2 separate regions of the Macaca mulatta genome follow, and region 2 is linked to region 1. Evidence: chromatin contacts called from public Hi-C data. All regions are on one chromosome and are shown on one strand. The core of a region is the stretch at or near the end of the contact, and the rest is flanking DNA. Distances in the headings are between cores, read along the strand shown. Region 1 has its middle 55 kb from the start of XCR1. Region 2 holds the start of CCR5 (C-C motif chemokine receptor 5).

Region 1 (5,077 bases), core at 405-2,904:
AGAAAAGCTGGGATTTAATTTTCTTCATGATGTTTTTAGTTGACTCTTAACAGACTAGATTTCTTTTTCATTCTGGCATAAAAATTCTCTTTTTGATTATAATCCTATGTGCATTATATATTTCTATTGTTCAAATTAATGCTAGATATCTTTCATTGTTTTATTTCTTCTGAGAAAAAGAAAATCATAGTATTCCAGAGACTGGTGATGATGGAGCAAGCGACGGCAGCTATGTAAGTCAATACTTTGACTGAGGACTCACTTTTGCCATTCCTTAATGTCATCCTGATTCAGCTTTTTGGTGCTCTTCAAATTTCTCCCTGAGATGTCTCCACTCCCCCATGTGGGACATGACTACCCAGGAATGAGCCTTCCCAGTGACCGGGGACAAGCTGACACTCAGATTTGTATCATCAGTGCTTTTGAGGAGAAAAATTTGTGATCAAAAGGAAGGAAATGAGAGCAAAAAGAAACTATTAATCATAGGAATGTGAGCCCTTTTAAATTATCAGTCCCAGAAAGGCATTGGAATGAAAAGCCATCACATCTCATGCCTCCCTTGAGCTAAGTAATTACTCTGGAAGCCACTTGCTATGTGGACTCTAGACTAACTGATGCTAAGTAGCTGTAAAATGCCATGCACCGGATGCCATAACTCATATCCTCCAGCTCAACAATGTAAAGCCAATCCCTAATCAATGTTATTTCTGTAAACCAATGAGAATTCCTGCCAACTTTTTATCAGCTCACTCCTTGCCTTCTTTGTATCTTTAAAAACCCACTTGTACGGATGCAGCTGGAGGCCATTATCCTAGGCGAACTAATGCAGGAACAGAAAACCAAATACTGAATGTACTCACTTATAAGTGAGAGCTAAACACTGGGCACACAAAGACATAAAGATGGAAACAACAGACACTGGGGGCTACTAGAGGGCGGAAGAAAGGAGTGGGGTGAGAATTGAACAAGTATCTTATTGGGTACTATGCTCACCACCTGGGTGATGGCATCAGTCGTACCCTGAACCTCAGCAACATGCAATATACCTTCGTAACAAGTGTGCACATGTACCTCCCGTAGCTAAAATAAAAGTTGAAATTATTTTTTAAAAAAAGCCTGAATGCAACAAAAGCCGGATGGAGTACTCCCCAAGGCAACTTGGAAGGGTGTGCCGGGCAGCTGGCCTCACATTGGCTCAAGTAAAGTCTTTAAAATTCTATTTTGTGCTCAGCTTCTTCATTTTAGGTTGACAGCACTCGCAGAAAACCTTGCCCCTCTTAAGAAGTTCTTGTAATCATGATAGCTAACACATGGAGCAGCCTATGTCTGCTCTAAGCATTTGACATATATTATTTTGGAAAAAAAAAAAAAAGTTTCCATCACCACAAACACAACTCATCACACTGCAAACACAAGAGGCAGGTACTAATGTGATCTACATCTATACAGACCAGGGAACTGAGGCACAAGGAGGCAAGTAACTTGGCCAAAGTCATGTTGCCAGGGAGCAGCAAAGCTGGCTCCAGTCTTTATTCCTAACCAGCCTCTTGACTGCCTCTGATGCTTTTGATCTTATCATGACAATTGTTCTGCAGCCTGTATTGTGGTTCGAGTATTTTTTTCTCCATTTTAAACACTTTGAGTTTGCGCTCCATCCTGTCTGCCCCTCCCCTTCACAGCAAATTTCTTGAAAGCATAGACCACATTCACTCTCCTTCCAGCAGCAAGCCTGCCATCAGTTTTCACTCCCAAGGTCAGGAGTCTGGCCTTGGCCTGGCTCACTGATCTGCCCGTGCACTGTCCCCCAATACTCCCACTCACTTCCATGTCCCAATAATCATGCATAATGCTGGCACCCCCAGCTCCATACATTCAGTCCAAACCTCCCTCTTGAGCTACAGATCTACAGTGGTCAACCTTGGTGTAAGACTTCCTTACTTAGTGTGGTCTTTGGTGTGACAGCATCATCTGGGAACTTGTTAGAAATGCAGTTCTGGGCCTAACCCCAGACCTGCTGAATCAGACTCTGCATTTTGGTAGGACACTCCTCTGACCTAGCAGATTCTTGGGCACAACAGAGTCTGAGCAGTGTGATGTCTTGTGACGTAGCAGTTGCTGTAATGCTCTCCCATGGCTCTACCTGCTGATGCACCCATGCCTTAGGTGCTAAGAGTCCTGGCTGCTAACTTTTCACACCTGCACCCTTTTCTGGAGGATGGCCCTTAGCTCAAGCTTGTCTGCACATTCCAGTCACCTGGGGATATAGTAAAATGTCCAAAGCCAGGCCACACCACGGGCCAACTGAATCACAGTCTCTGAGGGTGGGATCCAACATCAGCATTTCTGAAGCCCAAGAGTTGCCCTTAGACAGACATGTTTGGGACTCACTACCATAGCTGATGGGGCGCTGTCATGCTTAGAGGTTGTGGAGCTTTCTCATACTCCTCCCAGCTGCCTGTGACTAGCAGCTGACTGATGCTGGGCCATAGAAGCTCAGCCACCTGTCGTAGCAAGGGACGCCTCTGCAGTGCCTTACCTTACTCCAGCCCTGGGCGTGGCCAGGCTGAGGCCAGACTTCTGCCCACCCTGTCCTCTGATTTATCCTGCTTCCCTCACTCCTACACATTTCTCCTGAGAGCCCTTCTCCATGCCTTACTTTGCACAAGAATCTCCTTCTTAGGCTCTGCTTTCAGAAATCCAACCCAAGACAAGGATAGCACCACCCAAGACTCAACTAACCCCAAATTGAACTCAAATCTTTCCCCCGTGCCTTCTCTTCCTCCTGTGCCACTCCCCTTCTCATCCTCTGATCTGAAAGTGGCTGACGCTGTTTTCCACACCCTTAGACTCTCTGTCCCCTGTCCTCCCCTACTTTGGATTTCACACATTCGTACCCTGGGCCATGACATGGGGGCTGCTGTCATCCTCCTCCATCCTCCCACACCCGCCCATTCTGCACATGCTGGCCTGGAGGATACAATGTCTTGTCATGTTGCTCCTGCCTGGAGTCCCCAGTGTCTGCCTGGCATGCACAGCAGTGTTTCCTAAAATAGGAATGTATTCTGTACAGTCCTCAAGTCATCTGGGAGAATTTTTAATTGTCCGTTGTCATTTGATAACTTTAAAAATACATTATTTTATGAGCACATTCTTGATGTCTGGACAGTCACATCTGCCCCCTACTTCCAGTGCCCATACTTCAGCTTAAGATATTTTTGGAACCAAATGATCACTCAAAGAAATAGATTTTCATTTTCAAAAGTACTGGTAGGTGAGTCTGGCTTGTATTACTTAGGCATGTCCTAATATCAAAATGACAACAGTTATTATGGACCATACTCATATGACTACTATTACAATAATATTTACAATTTTTGAGTGTTTATCATAGGCACTGCATGGTACATGCCTTATCTCATTTGATCTTCACACAGCTCTATGAGATAAGTATAGCAAATATCATATTTGTTTCAGTTATCTATTAGTATCTAAAGAACCACTCAAAACTTAGTGGCTTAAAACAATAACAGTGTATGATTTCTCATGATTCTTTGGTCTGGAATTTCAGGTGAGGCTCAGCTAGGTAGTTCTTCTGTTCATTCTTCCTGTGGCTGGGTTCAGCTGGAAGGTTCAGGAAGAATTCAGTCATGTCTAGTGCTTCGGGTTCCTCCATGTGGACTTTTTTTCTTCACGTGGTTTCTCATCATTTGCTTGTCTAGCCTAAGCTTTACAGTTGGCAGCTGGCTTCCCAGAGGCCACCAGCCTCACTTCTGCCACATTGTATTGGTCCAAGTAAATCACAAGGTAACCCTAGATTCAAAGGAAGGGAAGTAAACTCCAGATCTTGATGGGAAGACAGCAGGCATACATGTAGAAGGATGGTAAGAACTGTTGATGGCCACATTCCCATTTAATAGATGTGGAAACTGTGTCTATTTATCCCAGCCAACAAGAGGCAGAGTGAGGACTAGAACCCAGGCTGTTGGGCTCTATAGTCTATGCTTTAAGCTGTAGAGTCATATTCTACTTTCATTGTATCCCCTACGCCTCACTAAGTCTCAGCTATAAAGACAGAACTCTTTTGTGTGATAGTTCACAATCCAAAGGCACTTTTCAGAGAAACTGATGTCATCAAAACCACAGGGTTCAGGAGAGGCCCAATGATCTCGTGGTTTCTTCTCTCACACTCCCTCCTTTCCCCATCACTCTCCCCATCACACTCTAGCTGAACCGACCCCTTTGCACCCCCAAATATGCCTGTGTTTTCCAGTGTTTTGCTCATTTAATCCATTGGTCTCTCATGTATTTTTCTGTTTTGTCCACTAGAGAGAGGTCTTCTCTTCTTAAAGACAATTCCTCCTCCGGCTGCACAACCTAGCAGCCACTGCGCTGTGGAAATGTGGTTGGTCTGAATTGAGATGTGCTTACATACAAACCATATGCCAGATATTGAAGACTTAGTACAATAAAGAGAATGTAAAACATCTTATTAATATGTGCAATCAGTTGATTACATGTTGAAATGATATTTTAGATATATTCAATAAATAAAAGATAATATTAAAATTAATTTCACATTTATTTATTTACTTATTACCAACTCGGTCTTACTCTGTCACCCAGGCTAGAATGCAGTGGCATGATATGACTCACTGTAGCCTCAAACTCCTGAGCTCTAGCAATCTTCCCACCTCAGCCTCTTGAGTAGCTTGGACTCCAGATGCCCACCGTCACACCTGGCTAATTACCTATTTATTTTTAGATTTTAAAATATGTAGCTACCAAGTTTTTTTTTTTTTGTTTTTTTTTTTTGTTTTTTTTTTTGAGACAGAGTCTCACTCTGTTGCCCAGGCTGGAGTGCAATGGCATGATCTCGGCTCACTGCAACATCTGCCTCCGTCTACCGGGTCAAGTGATTCCCCTGCCTTAGCCTCCTGAGTAGCTGGGATTACAGGCGTGTGCCACCATGCCCCGCTAATTTTTGTATCTTTAGTAGAGATGGGGTTTTACCATATTGGTCAGGCTGGTCTCAAACTCCTGACCTCGTGATCTGCCCCCTTCGACCTCCCAAAGTGTT
Region 2 (5,155 bases), core at 346-2,845, 300 kb after region 1:
ATGAACTTGAACATTTTCTTGATGATTCACTGTCCTTGTTATGATTACCAGTTACTGAGCTCTGTTGTAACAGAGACATATGTCCCTATGTGGGGCGGGGGTGGGGTGTCTTGATCGCGGGGCTATTTCTGTACTTTTCTGGCTTTTCCCAAGCAGTCATTTCTTTCTATTCTCCAAGCACCAGCAATGAGCTTCACCTTTTCAGCTTCTAGTTTGCTGAAACTAATCTGCTATAGACAGAGACTCCAGTGAAACAATTTTACTAGGGTGTAATCAAATAAACTCTCTCTGACAAAGGATTACTGAAAGAGTAACTAAGAGTTTGATGTTTACTGAGTGTATAGTATGTGCTAGATGCTGGCTGTGGATGCCTCATAGAATCCTCCCAACAACCCATGAAATGACTACTGTCATTCAGCCCAACACCCAGATGAGAAAGCTGAGGGTAAGACAGGTTTCAAGCTTGGCAGTCTGACTACAGAGGCCTCTGGCTTAACCCCTGGGTTAGGCTGCCTCTGTAGGTTTGGGGGCATATAATTTTGCTGTTTGGGGTCTCCTTTGCCTTCTTAGAGATCACAAGCCAAAGCTTTTTATTTGGTCACGGAAGCCCAGAAGGGCATCTTGTGGCTCAGGAGTAGCTCTCTGCTGTCTCCCAAGATCTGCTGACAATACTTGAGATTTTCAGACGTCACCAACCACCAAGAGAGCTTGATATGACTGTACATAATATTGTCATAAAGAACCTGAACTTGACCATATACTTCTGTCATGTGGAAAATTTCTCATAGCTCCGGATAGATTGTATCTGGGGTGAAGAATCCTGCCACCTATGTACCTGGCATAGTGTGAGTCCTCATAAATGCTTACTGGTCTGAAGGGCCACAAAATAGTGAACAGTGAAAATCCCCACTAAGATCCTGAGTCCAGATAAAGATGGGAAACCTGGTTAGCTCACCCACCCGCCTATAGTTAAAACTCTTTAGACAACAGGTTGTTTTCATTTACGGAGTAATATTGGGTGGTGAGTTCATGTGTATGGGGAGTGGGATAGGGGATACGGGGAGAGTGGGGAAAAAGGGGGCACAGGGTTAACATGAAGTCCAGGATCCCCCTCTACATTTAAAGTTGGTTTAAGTTGGCTTCAATTGATGGCAACTCTTAAGATAATCAGAATTTTCTTACCTTTTTAGCTTTACTGTTGAAAAGCCCTGTGATCTTGTACAAATCATTTGCTTCTTGGTAGTAATTTCTTTTACTCAAACGTAGGCTTTTGACTAGGTGAATGTAAATGTTCTTCTAGCTCTAATATCCTTTATTCTTTATATTTTCTAACAGATTCTGTGTAGTTGGATGAGCAGAGAACAAAAACAAAATAATCCAGTGAGGAAAGCCCGTGAATAAACTTTCAGACCCGAGATCTACTCTCTAGCCTATTTTAAGCTCAACTTGAAAAGAAGAACTGTTCTCTGATTCTTTTCGCCTTCAATACTCAATTATTTAACTCCGCCCTCCTTCAAAAGAAACAGCATTTCCTACTTTTATACTGTCTATATGATTGATTTGCACAACTCATCTGCCAGAAGAGCTGAGACATCCGTTCCCCTACAAGAAACTCTCCCTGGTAAGTAACCTCAGCTGCTTGGCCTATTAGTTAGCTTCTGAGATGAGTAAAAGCCTTAACAGGAAACCCAGAGAAGACATTTGGCAAACACAAAGTGCTCATACAATTATCTTAAAATATAATCTTTAAGATGAGGAAAGGGTCAGAGTTTAGAATGAGTTTCAGATTATTATAACATCAAAGATACAAAACATGATTGTGAGTGAAAGACTTTAAAGGGAGCAATAGTATTTTAATAACTAACAGTCCTTACCTCTCAAAAGAAAGATTTGCAGAGAGATGAGTCTTAGCTGAAATCTTGAAATCTTATCTTCTGCTAAGGAGAACTAAACCCTCTCCAGTGAAATGCCTTCTGAATATGTGCCCACAAGAAGTTGTGTCTAAGTCTGGTTCTCTTTTTCCTTTTTCCTCCAGACAAGAGGGAAGCCTAAAAATGGTCCAAATTAATATCAAATTACAAACGTCAGATAAAATTTTCCTCTAATATATCAGTTGCATGGCACAGTTAATATGTAATTCTTTATGGCTCTAAATTAAAAGTGAGCTTTTCTAGAGGCTTCTCCCAGCTGCCTAATCTAAGATGCAGGGAATTTGAGACTCGCAGGGTTTAATAAGAGAAAATTCTCAGCTAGAGCAGCTGAACTTAAATAGACTAGGCAAGCCAGCTGGTTATAAGACTAAACTACCCAGAATGCATGACATTCATCTGTGGTGGCAGACGAAACATTTTTTTTATTTTATTATTTCTTGGGTGTGTATGAAAACTCTTAATTGTGGCAACTCAGAAACTATAAACACAAACTTCACAGAAAGTGTGAGGATTTTACAATTCTCTGTTGGCGTCTATGAGCTTCTCGGGGGACTTGAGCGTCTGGCCATTTCACTCTGACTGTATCACAGCACCGAACATCTGATGGTCTTGCCTTTTAATTCTCTTTTCCAGGAGTGAGAGGGAGGGTAGCATGGTAGTTAAGAGTGCAGGCTTCCTGCATTCAAAATCAGTTGCTTCCCAGCTGGGTGGCTTTGAGCAAGTTACTCGCCCTCTGTATGCTTCAAAGTCCTTGTCTGCAAAATATGAAAAATATTTCCTGCCTTATAAGGTTGCCCTGAGGATTAAATGAAAGAATGGGTATGACTCTTAGACAGTGATTGGCATCCAGTATGTGCCCTCGAGGTCTCTTAATTATTACTGACTTGCTCATAGTGCATGCTCTTTGTGGACTAACTCCAGAGAATGGCAGCATCAATAAACATCTTAAGACGGAGTTGCAGCCGGGCATGGTGGCTCATGTTTGCAATCCCAGCATTCTAGGAGGCTGAGGCAGGAGGATTGCTTGAGCCCAGGAGTTCGAGACCAGCCTGGGCAACATAGTGTGATCTTGTCTCTATAAAAATAAACAAAATTAGGCCAGGCGTGGTGGCTTACGCCTGTAATCCCAGCACTTTGGGAGGCCGAGGCAGGCAGATCACAGGGTCAGGAGATGGAGACCATCCTGGCTAACACGGTGAAACCCCATCTCTACTAAAAATACAAAAACAAAATTAGCCAGGTGTGGTGATGGGTGCCTGTAGTCCCAGCTACTCAGGAGGCTGAGGCAGAAGAATGGCGTGAACCCAGGAGGAGGAGCTTGCAGTGAGTTGAGATCGCGCCACTGCACTCCAGCCTGGGCAAAAGAGCAAGACTCCGTCTCAAATAAATAAATAAATAAATAATAAATAACAATAAAAATAAACAAAATTAGCTGTTACAGGTGTGGTGGCACCTGTAGTCCCCAGCCACTTGGAAAGGTGAGGTGAGAGGATTGCTTGAGCCTGGGAGGTCCAGGCTTCAGTGAACCATGATCGAGCCACTGCACTCCAGCCTGAGCGACAGAGTGAGACCCTGTCTCAAAACAACGACAACAGCAACAACAAAAAGGCTGAGCTGCACCATGCTTGACCCAGTTTCTTAAAATTGTTATCAAAGCTTCATTCACTCTGTGGTGCTATAGAGCACAAGATTTTATTTGGTGAGATGGTGCTTTCATGAATTCCCCCAACAGAGCCAAGCTCTCCATCTAGTGAGCGGGAAGCTAGCAGCAAACCTTCCCTTCACTACAAAACTTCATTGTTTGGCCAAAAAGGGAGTTCATTCAATGTAGACATCTATGTATGGAATTAAAAACCTATTGATGTATAAAACTGTTTGCATTCATGGTGGGCCACTAAATACTTTCTAGGGCTTTATAAAAGATCACTTTCTACTTATTCACAGGGTGGAACAAGATGGACTATCAAGTGTCAAGTCCAACCTATGACATCGATTATTATACATCGGAACCCTGCCAAAAAATCAATGTGAAACAAATCGCAGCCCGCCTCCTGCCTCCGCTCTACTCACTGGTGTTCATCTTTGGTTTTGTGGGCAACATACTGGTCGTCCTCATCCTGATAAACTGCAAAAGGCTGAAAAGCATGACTGACATCTACCTGCTCAACCTGGCCATCTCTGACCTGCTTTTCCTTCTTACTGTCCCCTTCTGGGCTCACTATGCTGCTGCCCAGTGGGACTTTGGAAATACAATGTGTCAACTCTTGACAGGGCTCTATTTTATAGGCTTCTTCTCTGGAATCTTCTTCATCATCCTCCTGACAATCGATAGGTACCTGGCTATCGTCCATGCTGTGTTTGCTTTAAAAGCCAGGACAGTCACCTTTGGGGTGGTGACAAGTGTGATCACTTGGGTGGTGGCTGTGTTTGCCTCTCTCCCAGGAATCATCTTTACCAGATCTCAGAGAGAAGGTCTTCATTACACCTGCAGCTCTCATTTTCCATACAGTCAGTATCAATTCTGGAAGAATTTTCAGACATTAAAGATGGTCATCTTGGGGCTGGTCCTGCCGCTGCTTGTCATGGTCATCTGCTACTCGGGAATCCTGAAAACTCTGCTTCGGTGTCGAAACGAGAAGAAGAGGCACAGGGCTGTGAGGCTTATCTTCACCATCATGATTGTTTATTTTCTCTTCTGGGCTCCCTACAACATTGTCCTTCTCCTGAACACCTTCCAGGAATTCTTTGGCCTGAATAATTGCAGTAGCTCTAACAGGTTGGACCAAGCCATGCAGGTGACAGAGACTCTTGGGATGACACACTGCTGCATCAACCCCATCATCTATGCCTTCGTCGGGGAGAAGTTCAGAAACTACCTCTTAGTCTTCTTCCAAAAGCACATTGCCAAACGCTTCTGCAAATGCTGTTCCATTTTCCAGCAAGAGGCTCCCGAGCGAGCAAGTTCAGTTTACACCCGATCCACTGGGGAGCAGGAAATATCTGTGGGCTTGTGACCCGGACTCAAGTGTGCCGGTGACCCAGTCAGAGTTGTGCACATGACTTGGTGTTGATACACAGCCTGGGCTGGGGGTGGGGTGGGAGAGGTCTTTTTTAAAAGGAAGTTACTGTTACAGAAGGTCTAAGATTCATCCATTTATTTGGCATCTGTTTAAAGCAGATTTGATCTTTTAAGCCCATCAATTATAGAAAGCCAAATCAAAATA

The links. A called contact is a pair of places that touch in the nucleus more often than the background predicts.
Region 2: a Hi-C map of CD4 T cells shows a contact between it and region 1, with 3 times the contacts expected there. The contact joins the promoter of CCR5 here to the enhancer-like site in region 1. A contact is called at or near these places in 6 of 14 Hi-C or Micro-C datasets (CD4 T cells, blood, cortical neurons and 3 more).

Annotation. Positions count from the first base shown.
Region 1 is chr2:109,436,172-109,441,248 of T2T-MMU8v2.0, forward strand. No RefSeq gene overlaps it. Among named protein-coding and RNA genes, the nearest start is that of XCR1, 55 kb to the left of the region's middle. Within about 2 kb of position 1,655, at least 4 of the 40 cell types and tissues checked have an H3K27ac peak or open chromatin away from gene starts, as enhancers often do. A contact at or near this core is called in CD4 T cells, where this site is marked.
Region 2 is chr2:109,734,002-109,739,156 of T2T-MMU8v2.0, forward strand. It overlaps CCR5 (C-C motif chemokine receptor 5), which reads left to right and starts at 1,596. Exons shown (of 2, transcript NM_001309402.1): 1 at 1,596-1,621; 2 at 3,876-4,989. The coding sequence starts at 3,887. The coding sequence ends at 4,945. It overlaps LOC106996934 (a long non-coding RNA gene), which reads right to left and starts at 1,983. Exons shown (of 3, transcript XR_001443031.3): 1 at 1,875-1,983; 2 at 1,183-1,338.